Linked DNA regions of Mus musculus: region 2 is linked to region 1. A link is a contact called in public Micro-C data. All regions are on one chromosome and are shown on one strand. The core of a region is the stretch at or near the end of the contact, and the rest is flanking DNA. Distances in the headings are between cores, read along the strand shown. Region 1 overlaps Smarca2 (SWI/SNF related, matrix associated, actin dependent regulator of chromatin, subfamily a, member 2). Region 2 has its middle 53 kb from the start of Gm815.

The links. A called contact is a pair of places that touch in the nucleus more often than the background predicts.
Region 2: a contact with region 1 is called in a Micro-C map of granulosa cells, with 1.5 times the contacts expected there. A contact is called at or near these places in 3 of 484 Hi-C or Micro-C datasets (embryonic fibroblasts, granulosa cells and nephron progenitors) and 2 of 9 other capture datasets (adipose tissue and pancreatic islet).

Annotation. Positions count from the first base shown.
Region 1 is chr19:26,752,889-26,758,446 of GRCm38.p6, forward strand. All of the region lies in intron 28 of Smarca2 (SWI/SNF related, matrix associated, actin dependent regulator of chromatin, subfamily a, member 2), which reads left to right. Among named protein-coding and RNA genes, the nearest start is that of Gm46648, 68 kb to the right of the region's middle.
Region 2 is chr19:26,936,555-26,942,272 of GRCm38.p6, forward strand. No RefSeq gene overlaps it. Among named protein-coding and RNA genes, the nearest start is that of Gm815, 53 kb to the left of the region's middle.

The sequences.
Region 1 (5,558 bases), core at 378-2,877:
GTGATCATAGAGGTCAGCTGTCAGAGTTGCGTGGTCATAGAGACCAGCTGTTAGAGACGGTGCCTTAGCCCCGGGAACTCCTGTTGTCCTGTCCGACGCTGAACTAACTGAAAGTGGGCAGCTACATTGCTTGCGACTTGGGTTTTTCCTCCTAGCTTTGACGTATTACATGGCAGGCAGGGAGGAATTGTTCGAAAGATTAAGTGGCAGGAAAAGTAGAAACTTTCCACCAGGAATTTCTCTCTTAAGCCTTTCTAGCTCGTGTGATATTTTCCAAACCAGTAAAGGGGACAGGAGGAGAAAGGTTCATTGAGCGGTCAGAATTTCTTGTGTCTCCTGACTCATCAAGACTTGTAACTCCAGTCCTCACTAGCTTCGTTATTTTCTTTTTGAAAGAAAGAAAGAAAGAAAGAAAGAAAGAAAGAAAGAAAGAAAGAAAGAAAGAAAGGAAGCAAGCAAGCAAGCACACTTCTTTTAAATACTGTCAAGTGGCCACCAAAGGCACCCCACCTCCTCCTCCTGAGTGTGGATTGGCCTCTCAGTGACACTCCACAGAGGGCAAACTCAACCCAAACCCCAAGTCCACTCTTGGTCTGGAGTAAGCGTGAGAATTTTTTTTTTTCAAACCAAGAGTTAGTAACTGCAGTTTCTAGTCACCCCGACTTCCTCCTCCACCTGTTGCCTTCCCACAGGGGGAAGCTGAATCATTACACCCCACATCAGCCTCTGGTGCGAGGAAATTGACTCTGCTCTACCTCTGACTTTTTTGGTTTTGCCTTTGTGTCAGGAGAGCACACCATCTGTTTCTCTGACCAGGTGTGCCCTGGTCTTTGGCAGGCCTTTGATGATCACATCCATCGCTTGCTGATTCAATCTGGGTTTGCTGGAACACCGGAGTGGGGCTGAGTGAGCCTGTGGGGACTTAAAAGGCGGGAGGGGGTGTCTTTGAATAGTGGCTGTCATTTCAGCTTCCTTAATCAGCGGAAGGGTCAGCATCTCGTGGGTCTCATGTTACCAGTAGATTGTTTTATTTGGCTTTACAGTATTTGTGTGTGTGTGTGTGTGTGTGTGTGTGTGTGTGAGAGAGAGAGAGAGAGAGAGAGAGAGAGAGAGAGAGAGATGTTTCTATTTCTTGACTCCCCCCCTTTAGAAAAACTTAAAAATCTGGCAGGTTTCTGCCTGAGTTTCCCCCAGCGGGAGCTCCACAGGAGGGCGGAAATGGCTGCTCTCTTTACCTGACACCTCACAGGTGGTCTCAGCTGTTGCCTTCCCTACCACCAATATGGAGTATGAGTTGCTGGCTGTTGACCGACTTCAGGTGGCTTGTGTACATCGCCTACTGGCTGCATTTGTATCAACCTGGTGAACAAAACCACAACAGACGCCCTCAGAGCCCATTCCCAAGTGTGCCTGGGGAGGCAGAGCCTAGGGGCTCAGGGCACAAGCTCTTCCTAGTCTAGCCTCAGCGGCTTACATTTGAATCTGGTGTTCACTTACCTGCCTGACCCTCAGTTTCCCAGTGCACACAGTGGAATAATTCCTGCTCCCCACCCCCAACCCCCCAGCCTGTGGAATTGTTGTCCTAAGCAATTAATATAACCCCAGATTCTTTAAATAGTTTAATGATTAATAGTCCAACTTTGAGACTGTTTACAGTTCATCCAGCAGGTGAAGGGACCTCTGAAGAGAGTGTCCTTGCCGATGCCGGTTTCCATGGTTTTCATTCCAGAAACAGAAAATGCAGTTTCACCGGAACTGACTAGTGAGCATGTCTCTAGTTGTACTGTAGGCAAGGGCTATTTAAATATTTCAGCACCCAGGTATCGAGTGGCTCTTCCTCTTCCTGGCTTGCTTGCTTTCTTTGCTTATTGAGTTCTCCTTAAAAAGCTCCCTCTTAAGACTCTGACTCTCCCTGTGTTTTTAGGTACTTTCTGGAGAGATCATGTGCTGAACCTCGTACCGCTGCATGCTTCATGTATATTTCATGTTAGTGGTCCTCTAGAAAAAGCAATGGACTCTATTTATATTTTGTATTTCTCTTACCAAACTTGGTTCTCAAGTAGGAGGTGCTCAAATTAGGAGGGCCTTAATTAGATACAGTGTTGTATTTTTGGTTCATTTTAGAGAAAAAAAAAAGCTACTGGAAGGATGTACATCTTGCTGTGTTGAGGTTCCTCCAGCATTAGCGTCAGTTATTAATACAGTAACTCAGCCTACTTAAAGAAGGAGGGCCACCTGTACGAAACCCCATCTAACATGCCCGTCCAGTGTTAGTCGGGTTCCAATGGCTGTGTAGCTGAAGAGTAGATTAAGTCAGACCTCCATCTCTACTTAACAGATAGATAAGAAGAATAAGCCCTCAGGAGCAGTTGTTTAAAAATCCTTGCACGATTCGGGGACAGATGTGGCTTGATATTTCCATAAAGACTTAAGATAATTTGTGTATATTTACTGCTTTATATTTTAAAGCATGATACGGTTTTAAAATGTGACCCGGAAGAGCCGATCACATTGTGTGATTCACGAACCAATGGCTATTAGGCAGTACAGGACTACGGCTACTAGTTCCTACCATGTTATTTGTCCCAGATAGAAAACTTTATCTCAAGCCATACTTTGTTTTGACTTCGTGGACATGTTTTGTTCTCTGCTTGTTTTGAAGGCTGTTAACCACCCTCTCACCTTCTATAATATTTAACCCGAGGCACTCCGTTTCTTTGTAAAGGATTCCTCCTCTGTTGCACCTGTACTCTTTAAAATCGCCATGAGATGCCATGGGGAATAGGTGGAGACCTACCCTGCAAGTCTTCTAGGTCTCAGGAAAAGGTTCCTAGAGACAGCCTTAAAGGCAGAGGTTCTGGGCTTTGGCTCTGCCTGGTGTGGTGTCCTGTGACTCAGGTGCAGCAGCAGCCCTGGTGACAGAAAGTCCTCCAGCCTGTGGATGTGGATCCCACATTAGGGCATGGTTTCTGGAGGAACTTCTTGACGCTGCAAGACTGTCTTCGATATGGTTGTTCTTTCCCACATTGAAATCCTTTCCACTGATTTTTAGCTAGTCTACAAACTAGTCAGAGAATGAATCCAGTCTTGTTTCAAGAGATGTCCTTTGAAAATAGTTCTAAATGGGCATCCCCAGCCCAGGGCCACCTTCTTCAGGTAGAAACATCCCCCTTTGTTCTCTGAGTGACACTTAGACCCTCCCCGGGCATATTCTGCTCTTGTACTGCCCATTTGAACCTTGCCCACAAGAATTCCCGCTGTGCTCCAATGGTATGAGGTAGTTCAGTTGTTTGATCTGGACACCAGAGCTTTGTGCACGTGGCTCAAGGGTCACTTTGCTTTCTCTGGCATCTTTGACACAGAGCCAGCTGATGTTGGACACATGACATAAACCATAAGTATCTTTTCTCAAAAACTGCCAAGTGTAGACTTAAGCTAAGTAAGCTTTACTGTTTGAGCATCCTACACGGAAGTTCCCCGACTCCATGCAGCCCCGTCTCACAGTGTTCGTTCTCACCGTTGCTCTTACTTGTTTCTTAGTCTTTAAACAAGTATGTGCTTATCTTCCTGGAGTTTCTCGAAGCCCAAGATGTGTCGGAAACTATTGCTGGAATGTTTTTAAAGGAACCAGGACAGGGTTCTGTGACATGCCCTGGGAATCGGCTCAGGTTGACACGAATCTGTTGAGACCAGTAGTCCTTGAGGTTGGTTCTGTGTTGTTGAACTTCCAGGGCCTAGCCCTGATGTCGTCTGCGTTCATCTGTCCCTTCTCAAGGTTATCAAGAAAGACTAAAACCAACTACACTGTGTTTGTAGCCCTTTCCCATCTATCAACCTAGAAACCCTGCTGAACAACTGAACCGAGGTTGGCCTGCCTGCCTGCCATGGCTTTTTCAGGGACACCCCCTGCTAGTCCTTAATGATGTTATTTATCTTTGCTAAGTAGCCCCCCAGCCTCTGGGCAATTTAGTCTAAGTTCTCAACAAGTGTCAAAATGAAGCCTAACAGCATTGAGTTTCATCTCTCATTTCAAAACAGGGCCCTTTGCTACTCTCTAGCCTCTGCCTCCATTTCTTCTGTCTGATTTCCTTCGCACTGTTGGCAGAAGCAATCTACACTTTTTCAGGGTGTAATTAGTTTACCACTGGTCATCTGAACTCATTTGAAGCACCTTGATATGTTCTTTTTTTTTTAAAAAAAAAAAGAAAAGAATTAACTCTCCTATCAGGAGCTTCTCCTGTGTTTATTATACCTTGCTTTTCAAATCTCTGTCCTCCTTCCTAAAGAATTTGGAAATGGTGGCACATGACGTGCACAAATGTTAACCAGCAGCAGGATGCCGAGGCACGAGGATATCCAGTTTGAGGGCAGGCTGGGCAACATGATGAGATCCTGTTTCAAAAAACAAACAACAGAGTGAATCAAAAATCTTAAGGATATGGAAGTAGAACGTGCATTTATACATTGCTTGTTGTTTGTTTTTGTTTTTGTTTTTTTACCTCAAATGACTTAAGAGTTGGACCTATGGTGACATGAGGCAGTTGGGAAGGCAGGAGGTTCTCTTGGCTAGTCTGATCCATGGCTACAGGGCAGGAGGCATGGCAGGAATGGGAGCTATGTATCTCCTACCTCCCTGAAATGGGTTGCCCCCACCCTTAGAATTTTAGTAAGTCCTCAGTGATACCCTGACGGATGGTCCGGGCCTGCACTTGATCCGAATGTAGTGCTTTTGGCGTTGGGGAAACCATTTGCCCATCCTACAAATACTCCCCGTGCTGCTTTCAGTCCAAGCGATGCACTGCTAAATCTAGCCACAGGATCCTCATTCCGGGTCTCTCTCCGGCCTCCTCTGCGCTGTACCAGGTAGGGAAGGCAGCTCTGTACTTGCTGCTGACACAGAATAGGGGGAGTTGGGAAAGGTGGGTCATGAGAGCTTTATTACACCAGAATGCACTCACGATGTTTGGTTTTGATTTTTCAAGAAGAGTCATCATAATGACACTTTTCTGGGGGGCAGAGGGAAGAGAGAACCAGGTGATATTTCTTTACATTATATATATGTATGTATGTGTATATATATATATATATATACACATACATATATATGTGTGTGTGTGTGTGTATATATATATATATATATATATATATATCCCTTTTTAAAGGACATGGCAACTCCTAAACCCAATCAAAAGTGTCCCTGTTTAATCCTGGCATACACTAGAAAGTAACTTGTAGCATTCCCTATTTCAAGTTGGGCCAAGCCGTGATTTTGGAAGGCCCGCTATTAACTAGTCTGTTCCCAGAAGGACTGGACCCTTGTTCAGAGATATTGTTTTCTTTTAAGATTTTTCTGTTCCAGAGATCTTTTTAAAAATGCACTGAGCTATCTCCTGGGTCAGAGCCTGCTGGTAACAGCTTTCGAGGCTTCTAGCCAGGGGGCGGCTCGCACCATCATGCCTACTTCCTTTAGAAACAGACCTAGAAAGTACATCGCACAAACCCAAATCTTTGGCATAACTTAGCATCCGTTGTGGTCTGTGCTTTCGCATCTTTCCCCA
Region 2 (5,718 bases), core at 1,282-3,781, 180 kb after region 1:
ATTATGTTCTGATGTGCCCCCTTCAGTTCTGGACAATACAATGCAAAACTATTAACTTCATTCTGTGATCTTTTGGGCCCTCAGTGAAGATACTTTCATATGTAATAGCTGGGATGCTGATGGCCAGATAAAAGCATATTACAGATGAATAATTCATTTCTCTGTGTAAGATTAAGTGCTTATCAAAGTGGCATCTTTATATATATAGTAAGTGTGACATAGATAATAGACATAAAATTCACATTACATATGTGTTGTGTCACATCATATGTGTGGGTGTCATGTTATACATATCCCTTACCATGGACATGCAGGATATTCAGAAAGCAAATGGTGGTTTCCTTATTCAATGTGAACAAGATAAGGTTGTTTTAATTTTGTGCAAATTAACAACTTTATTTCTATTTCAAGTTCTCTTTATGCCAAAATAGCAGAGGCTGAATCATAGACTATTTTGGGGCTCTTCCTTTCACCTCAGGGGGGAAGGGGCTTCATATTGTATAAGTATGAAAGGAAGGTTCCATGTTGTCATCTCATCAGACCAGCATCCTGACACACCCCCACTCGACTAGAACTCCCTCTACCCATGAAGCAATCACTAGCTTGTCCCTCATGTCTGCTAATAAGGTTCCCCGTGGAAGAGGTAATATCTGTGGCTCCCAGGGCAGGTTGACCACAGTGAGAGAATGCAGATGCGCTAGGTTCAAGTTCTCAACACTCCACACAGCCTCTTTGACTAAAGTCCAGCCTTTTTCCTGGGGTGTCACCTAGATGCACAAAGCTAGTCTTCTTATGCTCCAATTTTCTCATTTAACTGAAAGTGCTACTGATACACTGGCCTTTCTCCATCTTAGGCTTGAAAGCCATCTTATAATAAAGACAAACCAGGTATATTACTATTTATGCTTGAATCATTGTCCCTCAAAGATCAGGCTATGCCCACCTGTAACCTTAACTACAAATGGATCTGCAGTGCCTGTTCCAGGAAATAGCAACTGTGTCTTTGTTTCAGGGGGTTGTTATGACCATCTGGCATCCCTACCTTTAATTTTTAAAGTTATTAAGACTACCTGTTGTTATGACCACCTTGTTTTTTTTAATTCTTTTTTTAATTATTATTAGGTATTTTCCTCGTTTACATATTCAATGCTATCCCAAAGGTCCCCCATACCCACCCACCCCCAATCCCCTACCCCCCACTCCCCCTTTTTGGCCCTGGCGATCCCCTGTACTGGGGCATATAAAGTTTGCAAGTCCAATGGGCCTCTCTTTGCAGTGATGGCCGACTAGGCCATCTTTTGATACATATGCAGCTAGAGACAAGAGCTCCCGGGTACTGGTTAGTTCATATTGTTGTTCCACCTATAGGGTTGCAGTTCCCTTTAGCTCCTTGGGTACTTTCTCTAGCTCCTCCATTGGGGGCCCTGTGACCCATCCAATAGCTGACTGTGAGCATCCACTTCTGTGTTTGCTAGGCCCCGGCATAGTCTCACAAGAGAGAGCTATATCTGGGTCCTTTCAGCAAAATCTTGCTAGTGTATGCAATGGTATGATCACCTTGTTATACTCTGCTTTTGTAACCCCACCTATTTGCCTGCCAAATCCCCCATTTACAAACCTACCCCTGAGCTGTAAAATCCTTAGCTTCCCTAAGTCCAATGCTGACCTCTTGAACTCCACCCTACAAAAATGCAGCCCATGTAAATGAATAGTAATAATAATTTAAAAAAATCTCACTTTAATTAATTGCTTGCTTTAATTAATTTGATCATGAAATTTGGGTCAGTGGTCTTTCTCCTTCCATCTGTGGGATTAAGGTTAGTAACCGGTCAATGCCCAACACATCTGTGTGTCTCCCCCACAAATCTATAGAACACACTCAGTCTTGCTCTTCCCTTGTCTCTCTCTTTACCCTGCCCATGACTATATCCCAATTCCAGAGACTCTTCCCTGGTCTAGAATGGAGGCCTCTTCTAACGCATCAAGCAATTAATTGTCCTAGCCTGTTGTTTACGCCTTAGGTGCCCTTGGAGTGGGGCTTTTGAAAATGAAAGCCTTTTTCTCTTGTTGCAGCCACACAAATTCACCATGACAATGAATCCCTGAAGTCTGAGCTTGTTATAGAGTTACAGGATAACAGCAAAAAAAAAAAAAATGAGACAATTAAGACTCCTGTTACTATTTTAAAATATGATTCCACCTCAGATACACTCGAATTTTGCTGCAGCTCTCAATTTGCTAAGCCTTAGCTTTCCTTCAGCGGAGGTTTTTTTTTTTTTTTTTTTTTTTTTTTTTTTTTTTTTTTTTTATTTTTTGTTTCTCCTGGAGTCTTCATACCTGCTTCTGTTCTTTTTAGCAATAAGCCGTGGAGTCTGCTACAAAGCTTCCGGTGGTTGTTCAAGCCAGTACAGGCTTTTGTGTATTTCGATGACTCTATGATGACAGAGAAGCAGTCTCTCGGCTTGGCCTGCGTGCTGAAAGAACTGGCCTATGAGCTTTTGAGGCTGGAATGGGAGGTGGGCTCAGTAACAGACATGGCTCGATGCCCTGCACTACTGGATTCCGATGCACTGAGTGTGTGGTTTCAATGTCAGCCCGAGTCTCTTCCTGCAGGTTCCTGGGGGTTACAGGAGAAGGCTGCTGGGTGGTCCCTAGACCTTCTAGATGTGTTAGAGTTGAATATCAGGATAGAAACAACTTTTTAATCTGAGCCTCAACCACTGCCAAGATCCTGGCATCTGAATTCCTTCCAGAAATGATATTTGATCCTCCAAGGCCAGGACTGAAAAGTTCCATCTCTACTCGTGGATATCAGACTAACATCCTCCCTCTCTGCTTTGTCCTCCAAAATGAAAAAGGATGTTGTTGAGGTCACTCTGTGCCCCAAAGATATATCAGGTAATTTTTTACCCGTTATTCTGAATATAGCATCCTTCATGCTAGAGCTGTTAGCACATGAAATTTTTATTTAAAACTACGAGAGGGGCTATATTTAAATTTAAATATTTATATTTAAAACAATTAGAGGAACACAGTTCTCCTAAACAACAGCTCCCAAATGCGAGGGCTAAAGTTATGCTTTAAGTTTTAATTACTGTGTTTAAGAGATCTATAAAACAAAAATGCCTTGAACCTGTAAGCCCCACTTGTCCAAGGACAGATTACTTCCTGGAACGGTGGGGTCAGTATGTATAAGATAACAAGCCATGTGTTTTCACTTCAGTAAACAAGGTTGGTTGTCCCAACTGGATAGGATGAGCTTGACCCCAAGTAGGTGGGAGGTACGTAGACAGGAAGTATGTCAGGATGTCCGCTTGTCCCCGTGTAGAGGAAAGTGGGATGTCCATCCGTGAACTCGTGAGATTTGCCTTCAGAAGCCCCCATCTAATGTAGTTCATGGCGATTCTGTGGGAAGCCTGGGTCTGGGCCTGACCACTGTCTATCATTCTGGTGAGTACTGACCTTGCTTCCAACTTGGCTCAAACCTGTGGTGCTGTTTTTCCTCTCACCAAGGGTGCTCACATTCTAAGCTTAGCCAGTAATAATAAGTAATAAGAGGCATATAAATAACAAAGGCCTTTGTTGAGGCAACTGAATTCAGTCCTGCCAAGGAGAAATTATCCTGGAATGCAGGGTAGGCCTAACCACAGCCCTTATAATAGAAGGCAGGAAGGGGTTAGAGTCCTAAAATGTTATAAACTCAGAAGCAGACATCACAATAAGAGTGTGTGTGTGTGTGTGTGTGTGTGTGTGTGTGTGTGTGTGTGCACATGGCAAGGAAAACCCACCAGCACCTAGCACTTAGCACCTAGAACAGAAAAGGGCAGGTTCCCCTTTGGAGTAGCCAGCAAACAACCCTGCTCTAAGGCCTGTAAGACTTTAGTAGGCCTGTGTGACTATATTCTTCTAAACCTTTAGCCCTGTAAGAGTTTCATCTCTCTCCACTTTACCTGTTAGGCTCATTCCAAACATCTGGCTTCTGGTAATCTAAAGCTTCCGGAATGGTGTCTGTGTGGTAAGTAGACAGAAGAGCCACATGAAATGTAGTAGATATTCTCACTCAAGAGCTTAGCCGAGGAGAACAGCAGCATTGGTCTGACCTCCACCTAGAAACTGCGCATACCACTCTGTAGTTGTTGAAGCAATAGAAGGGTTTTGTTTGTTTGTTTGTTTGTTTGTTTGTTTCTTTGCCAAGGAAACATTTGCTATCTGCTTGCCTCTTTGGAGTCCATAGGACCTCAAGCTTCCCAGGAGGTGGTAAACATGCCACTAAACCCTGACTTAGTAGACTGTTTTGAACCCAGGCACACTTACTAGCTAAATGGCTCAAAGCCAGTTACTTGACCTTTAGAGAAGCAGAAAAGATCAATGTCTTCTTAAAAGATACCATGGTGGGCCAGGGAGACAAACCTTCAGTTCACTATACAAACCTTCACAGGCACAAGGTACCCTTAGAGGGAAAAAGAGAGGCAGATCCGTTTCTAAAGGACTTTAGCATTTGCATTTCCTGCTTGCTTGAATTTCAGAAAAATGAGGCTTTACAGAAATCTGCCTCAGGTTCGCTTTCATAATGGGCACTGGACTCTGTCTCTGAGGTCCCTTCCAGCTCTGCCATCCTATAATTCTAAATGTCAGAGTGAATGATCTGATGATGGCACCATTAATTCTCTCATGGCAGATAGATAGAGACTGAAGGCCCAGGACGGAAGCTGTCGTTGATCAGGAATGAGGGATGGCGTGGGCTGCCGTAGACTTCTGTGTGAGTGTTTTATTCCTGTGGTCTTTATTCATGTATTCATTACACATATAATCACAGAGTGAATATTGCCTGTGCCAGGGGCTAGAGTAGACACCGGCAAAGAGGAACAAAGGGTGACTGGGGATAAAGAGAGTTATGAGAATAAATCAAAGTTTGTGACCACAGGGATTTTTTTTGTCAAGAACTCACAGACACACAGCCAATCACAGGACTCAATATCCCTTAGCCTCTTGCTCCTGGGGTCTCTGGTGAGATCACAGACACTTCTATATACATCAGAAAACTGCTTACCCACTAAACATTTTCTTGCAAAACCATCCCACATTTCTGGGGGGCTTATAGGAGAACAGTCTACTTTCTCTTGCACCATTCTGGAGCTACTGTGAGAACCTGTAGGGACCCTGACAGCCCCATGCTGTCCCTGTCATCAGAGAAAGCAAGAAGAGCCATTCTGAGTTTCCTAGATGTGGTTACATTAGGAACTAACCTTCAATCCAGGGCTTGTGGCAACTAAACTATCACTAGTTCCCTGGCTGTGAAGTAGGTTCCACCCCTGGGTGGCCTTTGCTGGCTTTGGTGTCTCACCGCCTCTACCTTCCTTCATGTTGTTCCAAAGAGTTCATCTGTTTCTGTCTTCAACGAAACTTACATTCACCAAGCACCAAAGCCTCCTGTCCCTTCGGTCCTTTTTCCTTCATCTTCCCTTTTCTCCTTTCTTCCCTTCCTTATTCCCTCTCTTTCCCCTGTCCTGGATATTGTTGGTAATTTGTGCCAAAGGAATAGGAAGAGAGGAGATGGCCTTCTCCATCTCCAGGCTCCATGCACACTCCCTCCCCCTCCTACCCCCAAAAGCCACCCTGCAGAGCAAACGTTTCCTCCATCTTCCCAAATACCCAGAACCTTAGTTCTCACTACAGGTGCGTACCAGATTAATTTCCCAACAAAGTACTTCAGAATCT